2 separate regions of the Sus scrofa genome follow, and region 1 is linked to region 2. A link is a contact called in public promoter capture Hi-C data. All regions are on one chromosome and are shown on one strand. The core of a region is the stretch at or near the end of the contact, and the rest is flanking DNA. Distances in the headings are between cores, read along the strand shown. Region 1 holds the start of FGF1 (fibroblast growth factor 1). Region 2 holds the start of GNPDA1 (glucosamine-6-phosphate deaminase 1).

Region 1 (3,498 bases), core at 989-3,488, 630 kb before region 2:
GATCCTGCTTTTTCCCCGCCCTGCCCCATTAAAATGGCCTTTCTTCCTGGGTCTCCACAGTCCTTTCAAACAGATAAGGAGGTACCTTTTTCAAGGTTAAGACCTCATTCCTGACCTCCCCACAGTGTGTTGGGTCAGCCCAAGACAATGCCTGACACATAGAAACTCAGTGGGTGTTGGTTGGATATATGGATGGATGCATGGATGGATGGATGGATGGATAAGAGCCGATGATCAGTCAACAAGAGGCACTCCAGGAGCAAGAGTCTTTGCCCCTCCTGAACCTTCTAAAACCATTTTGAAAAATAATGTTACTCATACTCGCATTTAAAAATTGATCTTAAATATTCACTCCAAAGTTCACATAGATTCAAGATAATAGCTTCCCATATACTGTAAATATTGGAAATAAAAAATTAAGCTGTGGCATCATTCTTTAAATGTATCTACTAATCTGTTACTCTTATTACCTTTTCTTTCTTTCTTCTTCTTTTTTTTTTAGGGCCTCACCCACAGCATATGGAGGTTCCCAGGCTAGGTGTCGAATCAGAGCTGTAGCTGCCGGCCTGCACCACAGCCACAACAACGTGGGATCCGAGCTGCATCTGCGACCTACACCACAGCTGACAGCAACGTCAGATCCTTAAGCCACTGAGTGAGGCCAGGGATCGAACCTGCGTCCTTGTGGATGCTGGTCAGATTTGTTTCTGTTGTGCCATGAGAGGAACTCCCATCATTACTGCCTCTAATATCCTCTACAGTTTGCTTTCACAGTGCTCTCCCTCAAATTCAAGGGACAGAAGAGACAAAGTTGTTAAATAAAAACTGCCTTAGTTATTGAGGGAAGCTGAATTCAATTATTAAAGGAAGCTTCCAGTTTGAGAATGTGAACTTAGAGGTTTCTATATTTGAGGCAAAGGTTCCTTAGGTTTGTGAAGAGTGAGGGGGATGCTTTCCAGTAGGGGAAGGATTATTAGGAACACAGGCATGTTCTCAGGCAAGCCAGTTTTATGAAAAAGTACCTAAAGAAACGGGGAACCTGGAAAGTGGTTCTCTAAAAATAACCCCCCCCACCCCGGGTGCCCATTGGAAAGTCTTGAAAACCACCATCCTGGGGCGAATCATGCTAGTGGCCAGCAGAGGGCAGTGTTGGACAAGCTGTTAGGCTCCATCTCCCTGGCTCCTCCCCAGGGCAGTAGACAGAAAGGGCAATTTCCCCTGGAGGCAGTGGCGAGCCCAGCCTGGGCGGCCCAGCCCAGTCTTCTCTGGTGTGTGTGTTTGCACAGTGAATTATTCATAGGAAACTGGCTTCATGGAGACTGGAGGCCAGAGACTCTCCATCCTGTACCAAGAATCAGGGCCTGGGACTGGACACAGATGAAAACCCTTATTCTTTTTCCCCTTCAAGAAACTGTGTTTGGGGGAAGAAATTGAAGAGTGACGTCATGGGTATGAATCAACCATGGACGTTTTTGTTTTTCTTCTTAAAGAAATGAAAACAACAGTGAAGTCTCAATAATTTATAGCTTCAGGAGACAGGGAGCAAAGTGGCAGCAAGCTGCCGCTCTGCGAGCTCACCCTCCCTGGCCTCTGCCCCTCTGGCAGAGCTGTCAGGGCTCTAGAAACAACCATGCTGATGGCGCGAAGAGGAGGATGGGCAGGTGGCATTTTGTCAGGCAGGAGGGCTTCCCAGCTTCCCAGGCAGGTCTGGAGAGGAAGGATCAGAGGTGAAAATCCAAGTTCCTTAAATATTTAAAGTTTTACAAGCTTAGGAGTTAAAAGCAGAAACAGCCAGGGGAAACAGCCAGCATCTCTGTGATTCAGGGTTCGAGCCTGACTCGTCACATGCTCACACCCCCCGCCCGAGGTTGCTAAGAGGGGCTCTTATGTCTGCAGCCAGAAGTGTGTTGACGGTAGGAATGCAGTACAAAGCAGTGACTTTGCTCATGACACATATCCTTCCTGAATCCTCAAAGGGTGGGGATGAGCTGGTGGAAATAAAGTTAGGAATCTGAACTAGCTGCTCGGATATACTAAAAGTGACCTGGGGAGAAAGACCCTCTGGCTGCCCTTCCGCCTTGCACAGGGAAAGGTAACCGGGCCGGTTCCAAAAGTGGCTCGGAGACAGCTTGGATGGGACATCTGTCCTTTCATCTGGCATCTATCCAGCCCCCAAATAGCTTCTGTGTTTGGTCCAAAAATAAAATCACATGAGAGGGGGGAGAAATAAATGCACAAGGACTTGCCCTTGGACTTTCTGTGAGTGCCCCAGCCACCCTGGTCAGGGCCCTGGGAGCGTGGCCTCACCATACACTCCCCTGCCTCCCTCTCGGGGCTCCCCAAGGCTGGGGAACCAACGACCTGGATCAGGGCGGGCGTGGGCTGCCGTCTGCAGGCAGCCCCTTCTCTGGGGCCCCCTCGAGCCCCAGTCACAGCAGTGAGGGAGCGGGAGAGAGAGGACCGCAGACCCAGCCGCCCGCACTCCAGGGAAAAAGGGCATCGCCTCCTTTGGTGAAGGACACTCCCTGCTGATGGAGGATGGGAAATCCCTTCCTCCTGCCGCAGCCCAGCTGGCCTGCAGTGGACCTGCTAGGACAGTGTGGACCTTGTAGGCTGTCGCAGCTGCCGTCGCCCCAGAGAGAAAGCGCCCCAGAGCCAAAGCTCCAAGGTGAGTGCGCCTGTTTCTCCAGGGGGCTCAGATTGCGGTGGACGTTCTGCCTGGCTTCAGGCTTATGCTCAGCATGCATGCTCTCCACACGCCCCTTCTCCCTCTTCTCCTCCCTGATCTGAGTCCGTGGCGGGGGTGAGTCTATGTGATGGATGCTGGGGTAAAACATTCCTGCACTCTCCTCTCTCACTCGGAGGCCAGCCTGCTTCCAGAAAGAACTGGGTGAGTCTAATGCTTAGCAGGGAAGCAGGAAGGGGTTCCTACCAAGTGAATTATCTTTGCTGAGATCCAAGAAGACATTTCTCCGAAGAACCATTAGACAGATTCCATTACAGTCACGTTAATGTCTAGCTTTGAAAAGCTCTGCCTCAAATAGGAAATAAACAAAAGGATGCCAGCTGAACCCTTGTCATTGGGCAAAAAGGAGAAAATGCAAATGTGGTCTGCAGAGCTTCCTCCCCCGCCTCTTACCCTATCTCTTCCTGATGTCTTGGAACCCTGCAAAATATTCTTAACAGATCCAAGAATTCATTTCTTTGGTTGTGAACAAGAAGGAATACATCAAGGGTTTGGGAAGAACTGCTCTGAAAGCAGAGCCCAGGGACAAAGAAGAAGGGAGAAATTTTGTGGAGCCATGGTTTCTTCCTTCTCTAGTCTCTGCCTCCCAAGCCTGGGACAGGTGCCTGCACCGCTTCTGGGATACGGGCTAAAGTCTCCATCACTTGGGCACATGCACTGTTTTTCCGAGACACGCACCGCCCCTCACTAGGGACCACAAATAGCTATGCTGAGGGTAAACCAATAAAATGTTGGTAGGAACAAGGTACCTC
Region 2 (3,176 bases), core at 473-2,972:
ATTAACCACTGAGCCACGATGACAAATACGTTAAATAACCTCTAGATTTATTTATTTATTTTTTATCTTTTCTAGGGCCACACCCGTGGCATATGGAGGTTCCCAGGCTAGGGGTCCAATCGGAGCTGTAGCCACCGGCCTACACCAGAGCCACAGCAACGCGGGATCCGAGCCGCACCTGCAACCTACACCACAGCTCACTGAGCGAGGCCAGGGATCGAACTCACAACCTCATGGTTCCTAGTCGGATTCGTTAACCACTGAGCCACGACCGGGAACGCCTAGATTTCTTATAATACCTAATTCAATGTAAATGCTATGTAAACAGTTGCCAGGCTCACAGAAAATTCAAGCTTTGCTTTTTTGGAACTTTGGAAAGTATTTGGAAAAAACTTTCCATCCAAGGTTGGCTGAATGTATGCATTCTGAACCACAGATATGGAAGTGTTTCATTTAATACTCACAATAGCCACAGGAGGTCAGTATTACTTAATTTGTACTTAATTTCCAAGACAAGAAAATTGAGAGCTGGAGCAAGTGAATCCTTTGCTTGAGTCATTCACTGGAGAAGTGGATACTGGCTAGACCAGAATTCAAACCCAGGTGTTTTTCTTAGTCCCCAAGCTGACCCCAGAGCCTCCAGGCTTAACGGACATCTGCATTGGTTCCCTACAGAAAGGGTAACTGGGAACCAGGCCCAATTGAGGTCACATGAAGTCACTTTCTGGAAAGACTCCAACTGCTGCAGACCCAACCTGTGCTATCTGAAGCGTCAGGGGTGGGAACCTCACTGCAAAAATCTGCAATCCCCAGGCTGAGATGAGATTTCTGACTGAACTAAACACACACACCCACCCACCCCACCACCAACACCTGAGGCCAAAGAATGAGTCACTGCAAAAATCTGCAATCCTCAGGCTGAGATGAGATTTCTGACTGAATTACACACACACACACACCCCACCAACACCTGAGGCCAAAGAATGAGTCCCTCGAACTGTAAAAGTAATGGTCTCACCAGACAAAGCCCACTCTCTCAGGCTGGTCTGGAGCCACAAAGGGGCCCAGGAAGAGGGGTGAGCCGACCCACCAGACCTGCAGGATGTGGCCGCCAGCTGACTGCGACCAGCACACATAGTGTGTTCTCATTTCTGTAAAATACAATGCAAAGATACTCATGTAAAACCGCTGAGGATGTAGCCTCAACCCTTAGCAATGATTATTTTGCAGTGGGGAGTGCAGGAGACCAGGGGCTACCTTATTCTCCAGGTAATACTGCTGCAAAGATTGATTTTTTTAAAAAAAAGCAGAAAAAAATCCAATTATACTTAAAACGAAAAAGCAGTAACATCTGGATAAATAAATGACATCTAAAAATAAATAAATAAACTGAAGGCAGAGCCAAGCCCAACTCTAAAGGAAGCAATCTGCTCCCCTTCCCCGCCCCGCCCCGCCCCAGCCCTAAAACCCCGGCCCCAGCCCCCGGTCCTGCGGGGCTGCACTCCCGGGGGTACCCGGGGCCCCCAAGTCTCCGTCCTCCCCCAAAGCAGTCTCCAAGGCCCGCCCCCCAGGCTCTGCCTGGGCCCTGGCCCCTGAGCCGAGCCGGGGAGGAGGGCCCCCGGCCCGCCGGGCACAGGCCTCCTGGGAACCGCGGGCCCAGACTCGGCCCGCGGGCGGGCGCGGCATCGCGTGACCTGCAGCCACGTGACCTGCGCGGGGCGGGGCCGCCAGCGCCGTGTCGCCGCAGCCGCCGCGGGAGGCGTCCGCGTAAGTGGGGAGCCGGGTCCGCGGGGACCCTCCCCGCGGGCGGGGGGGGCCAGGCACTGCCCCAGCCTCTGGCGCCCTGGCGCCGGGACCCCCAGCGATCCGCGCAGACCCCTTCCCCGGGGGGTGGGGGCAATGGGCTCGCCAGCGGGGGGGGGGGGGAATACCCCTGTACCCCGCCGATCTGGCCACCTCCCCGCGGGCCTTCCCACTCTCATTTGACCGCAGGCAGCGGGGAACGAACGCCCTCCTTCCTGAGCCATTACCTTTAGCCTGTGCTCTTTGGGGGGAACTGGGGATCCGCAAAGCGAAGCAGGCCAGGGGGAACACCCCTCTGTGGTACTAAGAGCACCCCTCTCCGGGCCCCCACCTGCCCGAGTGATCCAGGGTGACCCCGTGGCCCTTCTGTTTATCGAGGAAGAGTCCACGGGTAGAGTATCCAGCCAGGTGGCTGTCGAGGGGCGGGGAAGGGGGCCTGGGTCGAGCCACAAGATAATTGTCAACATATTATGTGGTTTACATGCAATTTCTCATCTAATACTCACTATCGTGAAATTTGTCAGGTAGGTGCTCTTTTCAGTAAGATTTCGAAAACGGGCTCAGAGAATTTTGCTCCTTTAACCAAGGTCCTGCAGTTGATAAATGGAAGAACAGAGATTGGAAACCAGGTCTTGGAGTTCCTGTTGTGGCTCAGTGGTTAATGAATCCAACAAGGAACCATGAGGTTGCGGGTTCGATCTCTGGCCTCGCTCAGTGGGTTAAGGATCCGCCGTTGCCCCGAACTGTGGTGTAGGTCGCAGACATGGCTTGGATCCCTTGTTGCTGTGGCTGTGGTTTAGGCCGGCGGCTACTATAGTTCCAGTTAGACCCCTAGCCTGGGAACCTCCATGTGCTGAGGGTGCAGCCCTCTCAAAGCAGCACCTCGGAGTGGGTGGTGGAGGCATTTGGCCCAGCCTGTTAATGCTCCTGAACTGAAAGCGTCTTCCTCTTCCTGGCTCGGACCGCGTGGAGAGAGGGCGCTGCTGGGTGCCAGGACCTTCTCCCCTCCACCTAACCACCTCCACCCCCTTCTCCCTGCCCCTTATCTTTTGCCACCTGCCTCTGCAGAACAAGATGAAGCTCATCATCCTGGACCACTACTCCCAGGCCAGTGAGTGGGCGGCCAAATACATCAGGAACCGCATCATCCAGTTTAACCCAGGGCCAGACAAGTACTTCACGCTGGGGCTCCCCACCGGTGCGTTACTGGATGGGGAAGGGGTGGGCGTGGGCATCAGGGGCTTTTCAGGGGCCAGATAAGTAGGCTTCGTCAACCAGAGGTCTTTAAGGAGGGCTCTGAGGCGCTGGCCCTACGAGTGATCAACTTGCCTGTCCTCCGGACATACAAGACAGGGGAGCCAGCTTTCTCTCTG

Evidence for each region. Promoter capture Hi-C pulls out the DNA fragments that hold promoters and counts their contacts.
Region 1: a promoter capture Hi-C map of liver shows a contact between it and region 2, with 4 times the contacts expected there. The contact joins the promoter of FGF1 here to the promoter of GNPDA1 in region 2. A contact is called at or near these places in 2 of 5 promoter capture datasets (fetal skeletal muscle and liver) and 4 of 47 Hi-C or Micro-C datasets (heart right ventricle, mesenteric adipose tissue, skeletal muscle and 1 more).

The regions. Positions count from the first base shown.
Region 1 is chr2:144,240,085-144,243,582 of Sscrofa11.1, reverse strand. It overlaps FGF1 (fibroblast growth factor 1), which reads left to right and starts at 2,238. Exons shown (of 6, transcript XR_002341962.1): 1 at 2,238-2,668.
Region 2 is chr2:143,614,583-143,617,758 of Sscrofa11.1, reverse strand. It overlaps GNPDA1 (glucosamine-6-phosphate deaminase 1), which reads left to right and starts at 1,722. Exons shown (of 7, transcript NM_001244093.1): 1 at 1,722-1,767; 2 at 2,872-3,001. The coding sequence starts at 2,878. It overlaps LOC106509594 (a long non-coding RNA gene), which reads right to left. Exons shown (of 3, transcript XR_002341961.1): 2 at 2,310-2,393.